Linked DNA regions of Mus musculus: regions 1 and 2 are each linked to region 3. A link is a contact called in public ChIA-PET and promoter capture Hi-C data. All regions are on one chromosome and are shown on one strand. Each heading gives the region's core, a stretch centred on a gene start, on an enhancer-like site or on the middle of the called end of the contact. The rest is flanking DNA. Distances are from core to core; before and after follow the strand shown.

What was found. Promoter capture Hi-C pulls out the DNA fragments that hold promoters and counts their contacts. ChIA-PET counts read pairs in DNA pulled down with a chosen protein or histone mark.
Region 1: an RNA polymerase II ChIA-PET map of memory CD8 T cells shows a contact between it and region 3, with 58 read pairs. The contact joins the enhancer-like site here to the promoter of Lgalsl in region 3. A contact is called at or near these places in 8 of 39 promoter capture datasets (the C10 cell line, cranial neural crest, embryonic stem cells and 4 more), 1 of 484 Hi-C or Micro-C datasets (bone marrow-derived macrophages), 3 of 115 datasets of contacts at active chromatin or transcription factors (bone marrow-derived macrophages, memory CD8 T cells and stem cell-derived neural progenitor cells) and 2 of 9 other capture datasets (adipose tissue and macrophages).
Region 2: a contact with region 3 is called in a promoter capture Hi-C map of pre-B cells, with 1.9 times the contacts expected there. The contact joins the enhancer-like site here to the promoter of Lgalsl in region 3. A contact is called at or near these places in 12 of 39 promoter capture datasets (the 3T3-L1 cell line, 3T3-L1-derived adipocytes, HPC-7-derived erythroid cells and 7 more), 3 of 484 Hi-C or Micro-C datasets (bone marrow-derived macrophages, cerebral cortex and embryonic stem cells), 15 of 115 datasets of contacts at active chromatin or transcription factors (bone marrow-derived macrophages, cardiomyocytes, craniofacial prominence and 10 more) and 3 of 9 other capture datasets (adipose tissue, embryonic stem cells and liver).

The regions. Positions count from the first base shown.
Region 1 is chr11:21,138,809-21,141,508 of GRCm38.p6, reverse strand. It overlaps Peli1 (pellino 1), which reads right to left. Exons shown (of 7, transcript NM_023324.2): 3 at 816-945. Among named protein-coding and RNA genes, the nearest start is that of Peli1, 49 kb to the right of the region's middle. Within about 2 kb of position 1,373, at least 18 of the 459 cell types and tissues checked have an H3K27ac peak or open chromatin away from gene starts, as enhancers often do. A contact at or near this core is called in memory CD8 T cells, where this site is marked.
Region 2 is chr11:21,177,950-21,180,649 of GRCm38.p6, reverse strand. No RefSeq gene overlaps it. Among named protein-coding and RNA genes, the nearest start is that of Vps54, 60 kb to the left of the region's middle. Within about 2 kb of position 1,374, at least 76 of the 459 cell types and tissues checked have an H3K27ac peak or open chromatin away from gene starts, as enhancers often do. A contact at or near this core is called in effector CD8 T cells, memory CD8 T cells and pre-B cells, where this site is marked.
Region 3 is chr11:20,829,803-20,832,502 of GRCm38.p6, reverse strand. It overlaps Lgalsl (lectin, galactoside binding-like), which reads left to right and starts at 1,395. Exons shown (of 5, transcript NM_173752.4): 1 at 1,395-1,529; 2 at 2,156-2,227; 3 at 2,377-2,465. The coding sequence starts at 1,494.

The DNA.
Region 1 (2,700 bases), core at 124-2,623, 310 kb before region 3:
CCAGATGCGCAAATACTACAGAGCAGCCCAGACTGAGCTGCAGCGTCTACTGAACACACGCCTTCTCTACAAAGGAACAGGAGGAAACAGGTTAGAAGACCAGCCCTTCTACAGACTCTTCGGCTCTCAAACAGTAATCAACGAGCAGCCAAATCAAGGCTTGATATCTAACTTTGATATAAAACAAGGCTGAAATCTAATCAACTTCAATTTACCAGTTCTAATGCAGCTCATTTATTTAACCTAACAAGGACCTAACATAGATGATGTAATGCTTATGTACAACTTCTAGAAGTCAAGGAACTCTGTAATTGTTCTTATCTGGACCCCACATTACTGAATTAATTCAGTCTGTGCTATAAACTGGAAAGAGAAATTCCAAGGCAAAATGAGGACTGAAAACTTCCTCTACTTTTACACTGACTACTTTTAAACTTACGGTTACATTTCCTCACCTGGCCTCTAAAACTTGGTGAGGAAATGAAGTGGGCTGGGAGGGCTGACAAGGCCTCGAGGGTGAGAAGTTACACTGTGGGCACTGCTGAAAATGTGCTCCCATTGCACATGGAGGTGGGGCAAAACATAAGCATGTCATATGCCAAGAAGAAAATAAACCCAGAGAACTCAGACAGCCTTAGAGAATCAAGATATTTTCTTTTGATTTCTACCTGCCTCTGGTCTGTCATTTTTAATGCGGAATTCCATATGGCAGCTTTTCAAATACCATCAATTCAAAACAGAAATGTGAAGCACTGCAGACCACACATAAAAATATTTCAACTTTCCAAGTTAACTTCTTTACAACTTTATCTTACCTTGGCAGCCTGAGGAGTACATGCAATGTGCACGGTGCTAGGCTTCACCCCATTTGCCTTAGGTCTTTTAAACAAAGCAAACCTACTTTTCCTCCTTCCTCTATCACCGTTTGGGAGAGATCCATTATATCTGATAAGAAAGGAAAAAAAAAGTTTAGCTGGTCTCTTGTAAGGATCACACTACTATGAAGCAAAGTTATTGTTTGCCTCCACGTACATTCAATCCTTGATGACCGCAGATTCCTTCTAGCAACTGCTCATCTCCAGAACAGCTGCATGGGTCTGAATCAAAATGAGGATCTGTCTGGCTATGTTTTGAACCACATAGAAGTATTGTACACAGCTTTAAGTTATCTATATAAGCAAGAACTGAGTAACAGAAATATTGTGATATATTTTAAGGTATATTTTTTTGCAGCAGTAATTGAAACAGATTCTCCTTTAATTGTGAACCCAACACCATAATGCTCAACTTCTGAAACAAGCAGTGTCTGGCCTTGTAAAGTCCTAACTACCTGAATAGAGCACTGGTGTGTTGTCAGCTCCTATCCAACTGAGTTTTATTCCAACTATGTTACATCTACATCTGCTGCTTCACTCTTCCAATCATTTCTCTAGAGCACATGTTAATCTCATGGCAAGCAAGTAAGACATATAAAACAAGTGCGGAAAAGTGAAAACAAACTTAAACATCTGGGCATGTATCACACACCCAGGAAGCACTGAACTCTACGTCAATTAACCCTACACTCAAAAGCAAAAACAAACAAAACCTGCTAGGTTAAACAGGCATACAGCAATTAGTTTTCTCAAGTCCCAGAATGACACTGGCAAACCAGAATATGAATCCATGTATGACTGCTACATATGACATAAGCTGAGTCACCTGGGAGGAGGGTGTCTCAGGGAAGAACTGCCTCCATCAGACTGACTGTGTAGAGGCATTTGAGGGAAATGGAGTATAGTCTGTTGTGGGTGTTCAGAAGACAGTATGAGCGGCATTAATTATTGATTATTGATACAGCAGGGTCCAGCCCAGTACAGGTGGTACTACCCATGGGCAAGTGGTCCTAGGTTATGTAAGAAAGCAAGCTGAGCAAGCCAGTAAGTAGCATTCCTCCACAGTCTCTGCTACAGTTCCTGCTTTGAGCTCCTTCCCTGGCTTCCTGTGATAATGGACTATAAAGTATAAGTGGAACAAACCCTTTCTGCCACAAGTCAGTTTGGCCAGTATATGACTACAGCAATAGAAAATTAAGTAGAACACCATGTCCTTGGGGCTGTATGTGTGCCATTCCTACTGCTCCCTTGAGACGTAAGCAGCAATTCAACAATAATACTCCTTGTTCACTGTTTCTTCACCCTAATGAAAATCTTTACCCTCTCAAATATAGCTGCTCTATCTGAGCAGAAATGAAGTAGAAAATAGGGAAGGATTTGAGGATGATGGAGGTGATTACAAAATGGCCTGAAATAGTAATTAACAAGGAAAAAGAATCATATTTCAAAGCTGAGGAGTTCATTCAGTGACTGCCATATGTAAAAATTACATAAATTTGAGCAATGCTTACCATGCGCCAGGCTGAGTCTGGTCCTCAGCACCGTAAATGCAGGGAGAGATGGAGGGAGACAGCGAGGATGAACTATGTGCTCAGATAGAGTCTTGCTATCAGGTTCTGTAAGGGGGGGCTCTCCTGGCTAAGACACTGTTTTAGCTCATACATTGTCACCAGACCTACTGTAGGTTCGTTACTGCCCTCACATTGTCTTCTGAAGGGCCTCAACTAATTCCTCTTCCGAATGCCTCTCGACCACCTTGTCCAGTTCACTTCTAGAATCATATTTGTATTTTAAGCTACCAAGAAAATACAAAGGTGATTACTAC
Region 2 (2,700 bases), core at 125-2,624, 350 kb before region 3:
AAAGTTTTTCTTTTGTTTTTAAAATTTTAATAATTTAATTACATCATTTCCCCCTTATATCCGTGTGTGTGTGTCTAATCTCCTTTTTGTTTGGCTTTTGCTTTTGTTTTTTATTTGTTTTATTTTGAGACAGGGTCTCACTATGTTGCCCTGGTTGTCCCGAAACTTGCTGTGTAGATCAGGCTGGTCTTGAACTCACAGCAATCCAACTGCCTCCGCCTCCCAAGTGCTGAGATTAAATGCATGTGCCACATGCTGAGCTACATATTCCTAAATATAGCCTGCTTAATCTGCATGTTACTTGCACGTATGTTTCAGGGCTGATCATTTGTATTCAGAAGACTACTTCTTCCACTCTGAGGCTTTCTTTTCAAAGCTATTTTTGTTCTGAAGTTATTTGTATTTCCTCCTACTTTTGCTTTAATTGTATTTTTTTTTTGAAGTTTGGTATTCATTTATAAACACAAGTTCACTCATACTTATGTCTACCCAACACTGAAATCACTAACTAGGTCCTCAGTCTGTCACATTCCTAGAATTGCTGTTAAGAGTGAAGAGACAACCGGGCGTGGTGGCGCTCGCCTTTAATCCCAGCACTCGGGAGGCAGAGGCAGGCGGATTTCTGAGTTGGAGGCCAGCCTGGTCTACAAAGTGAGTTCCAGGACAGCCAGGGCTACACAGAGAAACCCTGTCTCGAAAAAAAAAAAAAAAAAAACAGAAAAAAAAAAAAAAAAGAGTGAAGCGGCTGGGGTGGCAAACGGCCTGAAGGCCAAGGTGAAACATTCTTGTTCTTTATACTTGTTGTGTGGCAGAGGCCACAGTACTGACCCAGGATGGAGGTAGAGAGTGGAGGAGAAGAGACAGGATTCTGGAAATGAGGCTACTGGGCGTCATCACCTTATTCTTGTCTTTGTGTGAGCAAGACCTTTCTCTATCTTCCAAGAATTTTTTTTTTAATGCCTTGCTGCCTGGTTTTATTCTTTCTGGGTTTGGGGTAACAGAATGGATGGTACTTTTGTCAAATACCCGCACAGTATCTGGCAGCCTCTGGAGGAAACCTGGTAAGTTTTTTCTCTGAAAATAGCTACATCTGTGAAGTATCTGACCGGAAGCAGAGTAGCAAGGAAAAAAAAAAAAAGCCACTGCAATGTATATATGCTACAGCTGTCAGCTAAAGAACGAACCATCAGATAGCCAATGAAAGGAGGCGAGAGATTCATACTCCATTTTCAGAAGGAAGATGGACAAGTTAGCAATCTGGGACAGATGAGGAGATCCTCCCAACAGATGAGACACACAGTGGTCTGCTGCAAACACTGTAGGTGTAGTGTACACACGGCTTGTTTCCGTGATGACGAGAAACTCCCAGAGAGGAACCTATTCCCCTTGAGTTCCTTTTAGAAAACCTGTCCTTGGGCAGATAAGGAAGCTCAGAAAGAGCCATTCCCTGAATCTGCTGACTTTCAGATTTTATCTTAAGATCATCAACACACCCAAGCAGCAAATTTGAGGGTGTCATGTCCCTAATTCCTTCACTTTGGTTTTTCTCAGCCATGCAAACTTGCTTCTTTTGGACATACTAACCGCACCAAGCAGGTAGGCTACAAATAAACAAAAAAAAAGTATTTATTTGACAAAATTATCCCAGTGCTGGGATCCTGACTCTGGTGCTCCTGCAGGGAGCCAGAATCGAGCTTAGAGCTGCTGTCTCCCAAGTTGTCAACCTGTATTCTCTTTCAGTCTTCTCATGTGTCAAAGCCTTGCTAGTGCTGTAGAGAATAAGGACACACAGAACTAGAAAGGCTAAGGCAGTAGAAAACCAGTCAGTATTTACCTAAGATTACAATGAGCTAATGTGAGCTTCTGCTGCTGAGTGGTGAAGGACATCCTTGATTCTGGAGATGACAGTTTCTCGTGGGTACCCTTCAATGGGTGACTTTCTGTTTAACTCTACTCAGTGCTTGTAGTTTACATTTCTGCTTCTACTCCCGGCTCAGGGAACGGCAGGCAGTGAGGTTGTATGCACATTAATTTTGAATGTAGGATTTAAGTGTTCAATGACCTTGTTGAAAACCCCTTGTTGCTAATGTGTTACAGCAGGTGGCAGCCTTTCCCTGAGAGAGGGGAAGAGCCAATGCAAAACTGGCTTTGGTTTCAATAGTTTAGTGTTTGTCTTCCTCTGATACAAGCATCAAGTCTTGAAGTGGTGGATTTATTAAAGAAGAGAGGTGTACAGGAGCCTGGACCCTGGCATGGTGATATGTGTGTATCTTCCAGAGATGGCCGCAGAGACACTGTCTCTAAGGAGTTAGTCAGATGCCCTAGGAGAATCTGGCCAAGTGAAGACACTACCAAACATGGTGGGCACAGGTGTCAGCATGAGGTTCAGAAAATGGCTCTGAGCTAGACACAGGACAACACAGAACTTCCCCAGAGACTTGGAACATAAATCATTAGCCGTGTACTGAAAATGCATCTGATAGCAGAAGTACCCCCCTTTTCATTACAGATCTGTAAACAGCCGTGTAAACTAATCTGCTAAATTAGAAAGTACAGTGAGTTATTTGGACACAGATTTGCAAAGTTCTTAGTAAAAAGTCAGACGTGGTGGAGAATCTTGGTGGAGACGCTAGAAACCTGATGCTCAGTTTTCTTACTGGCAGGATCACCATTTGTGATGATTACTACTGTCAACCTCAC
Region 3 (2,700 bases), core at 146-2,645:
CATGTCTGATGAAGAAATTAAGGCACGCTACTATCAGTAATAAGAAACTAAATTTGGACCCAAGACACCAGCCCTTTATAATAACCATGATATATTGTACCACGCTTAGCTAATAGCAAATAATTCAATGATTTTTTCCCTATGCTGACTCTTAGAAATTCAGAGAATCAAAGTATGACTTTAAAATATCAAGTTTCTTGTAATTGCCTAGTATGTTAGAATAATTAATAGGTGTGATTCTCAAGCTCAGATGAGTAAACAGGAGCAAAATGGGAGCCACAATGACAACTCTTCAGTCTCTAATTCTGAGAACCACTTCCACAAAGGCTCCGACTGTGGATTACAGGCATGTTCCCTGTCCCACAGAGATTACCATGATTAGCACTGGTCCATAAAGGGACACAAAAGCTGCAGAGACGCCAGGTCCCCCAAAGGGCCCCTCTGGGACTGTAGCAGCTCACTTGCTCAAGCTCCTTGCTTATTAGTGTGGTGATTCACACAGTGCATTGGGCAAGCCGAGTATGTCACCTAATAGAGAGTATGTTGATACAGCCTTATCTGAGAAGTTACATAATTATGCTAGTGTCAGGATACCATTACAGGAGTCTGAGCCTTAGCGTGAAAGAGGAGTGTATTCCCTAGGAAGTATTACACAAAGAAGGACTGGAGACTCCATTACCCCAAACTAAGCAAGTGACGTAAAATAGCTAAGGACAGAAACTGTGTCCACTTCAAGTTGCGGCTTGGCCGGGCACCTGCTGAAGAATGCTTCCGGGACCCCGACACTAGCCTGCGCTTCCCTGGGAACAGAGGGTTGGTCGGCGCTCAGCAAACTGTCCCCCTAGAGTCCTGGCTGCTTCTTTATTTAGGGTCAAATATGTACAAGCCTTGGACCTCCATTCTCCTTCTCCTCCAAACAGTGCAACTATCTTTCCTCCCACTAGGTTGGAATTCTCTGAAAGAAGCCATACCAGGTCTTCCTCTTTGGAGTCCTCCACCTTCTCTCGACCTCACTCCTGATCCACCCCCACAGTCCCCCAGGATGCGGAAGGAGGTGAGTGAGTAGGGTACCGACCAGGAGTGTCCCCAGCACCTGTCACCTGGCCCACCTGGGCCCTCCCTTCACCCCTTTCCCCAGCCCCACCCACCTTCCCGCCGACAGGCCACCGCCCTCCGGCCTTCAGCCGTGGTCCAATGGCCGTAGGGCAGGGCACGCTTAGCAAGCCGCGGCTCCCGGGCCCCGTCCCCGCCCTGTTCCCGGTTCTCGGTTCCCGAGCCGAGCCCTGCCGCCTTTAAATGCCACCCCAGGCCAACGCACTGCGGCCCTCGCCACCGTCATCCCCTCGCCGCCGCGATCTCCGCGCCGCCCGCCTCCCTTCCCCCTCCCGGGCCTGCGGCCGCGCCAGCCTGGGGCGTGCACGCGCGCCCGTGTGTGCGCGCGCCCGGCTCGGACCCGCGCCCGCCGCCGCGTCCCCGGCGCTCGCTGCAGGAACATGGCGGGGTCGGTGGCCGACAGCGACGCCGTGGTGGTGAGTGCAGCGGCCTCCCGCGAGGCGGGTAGCTCAGAGGGCCGGGGCAAGGACTACGGACCCGCGGTGCCGCGGGAAGCGCGGTACCTGTCAGCCGCCGCGGGGTGCGAGCTCGGGGGGCCCCGGGCGCGGGGCAGGAGGGCGCCGGCCAGGTGCGCGCTGGGCGCGTGTGCGTGCACGTGGGTTAGTGTGGGGCCGCGGTCCCGGCGTCCGGGATTTACCCCTTTGGAAACGGTCCCGCGCCGGGGGCTCCGGAGAGAAGCCGAGCGCTGCCGCTGCACTCCAGCCACGTCCCCGAGGACAGGCCAGGGGGCAGAGACTCCGGGAGCGTTTGTGCTTGGAGAGGGGCCTGCCGCCCACCTACACGGGCTTTGCTTCCCGGGTGGGCCGCGACCTTGAATTTGATCCGGTCTCAAGAGCCTGGGGATCATCAGAGGCTTAGACCGGATGGAAAGGCCGGGTTTTGTTTCGCGGTTATTTAATGGGCTATAAAGAGGCATCATATGTATGTGTGTCTGTGGAGGGCTGCTGGATCACTACAGATTTGTGTTGATTCCTCATCCTTCCATTCACTCCCTAATAAACAAGGGTCTGTGGAAAGCCAATCTGTGTGCTTCTATTTTTAGAAACTTGATGATGGGCACTTAAACAACTCCTTGGGTTCTCCAGTTCAAGCCGACGTGTACTTCCCACGACTGGTAAATCAATGTGCTCCGTGTCTCTGCCTTTATCCTTTTCCCCTCTGGTGCATTTCCTTGCTTTCTAATGGGTCTGATTCTCAGGGCTGAGGGTTTGGCTCGTCTCTAACAGCCCATAAACATCCTGTCTCTCCCCTCTTCCTTTGCAGATAGTTCCATTTTGTGGGCACATTAAAGGTGGCATGAGACCAGGCAAGAAGGTATTAGTGATGGGCATCGTAGATCTCAACCCCGAAAGGTAAGGGCAGAGCCCTGCCATTGCTGAGTCCCGCGGCTGCCTCCTCCCCTTACCCTACTTGCACAGTGTCACTAGTTAGGAGTGCCAAGAAAGTACCATGTTCCCATGAAAAGAATGTGTATCAATCCTAGCCATCATCTCTGCAGATAGCTATTTATATCAGTGATGATAAAAATAGGCCTACAGTTAATCTTTGACCCTTGAGAAGGCCAAAAGACTTCTTTTTTTATGGTTT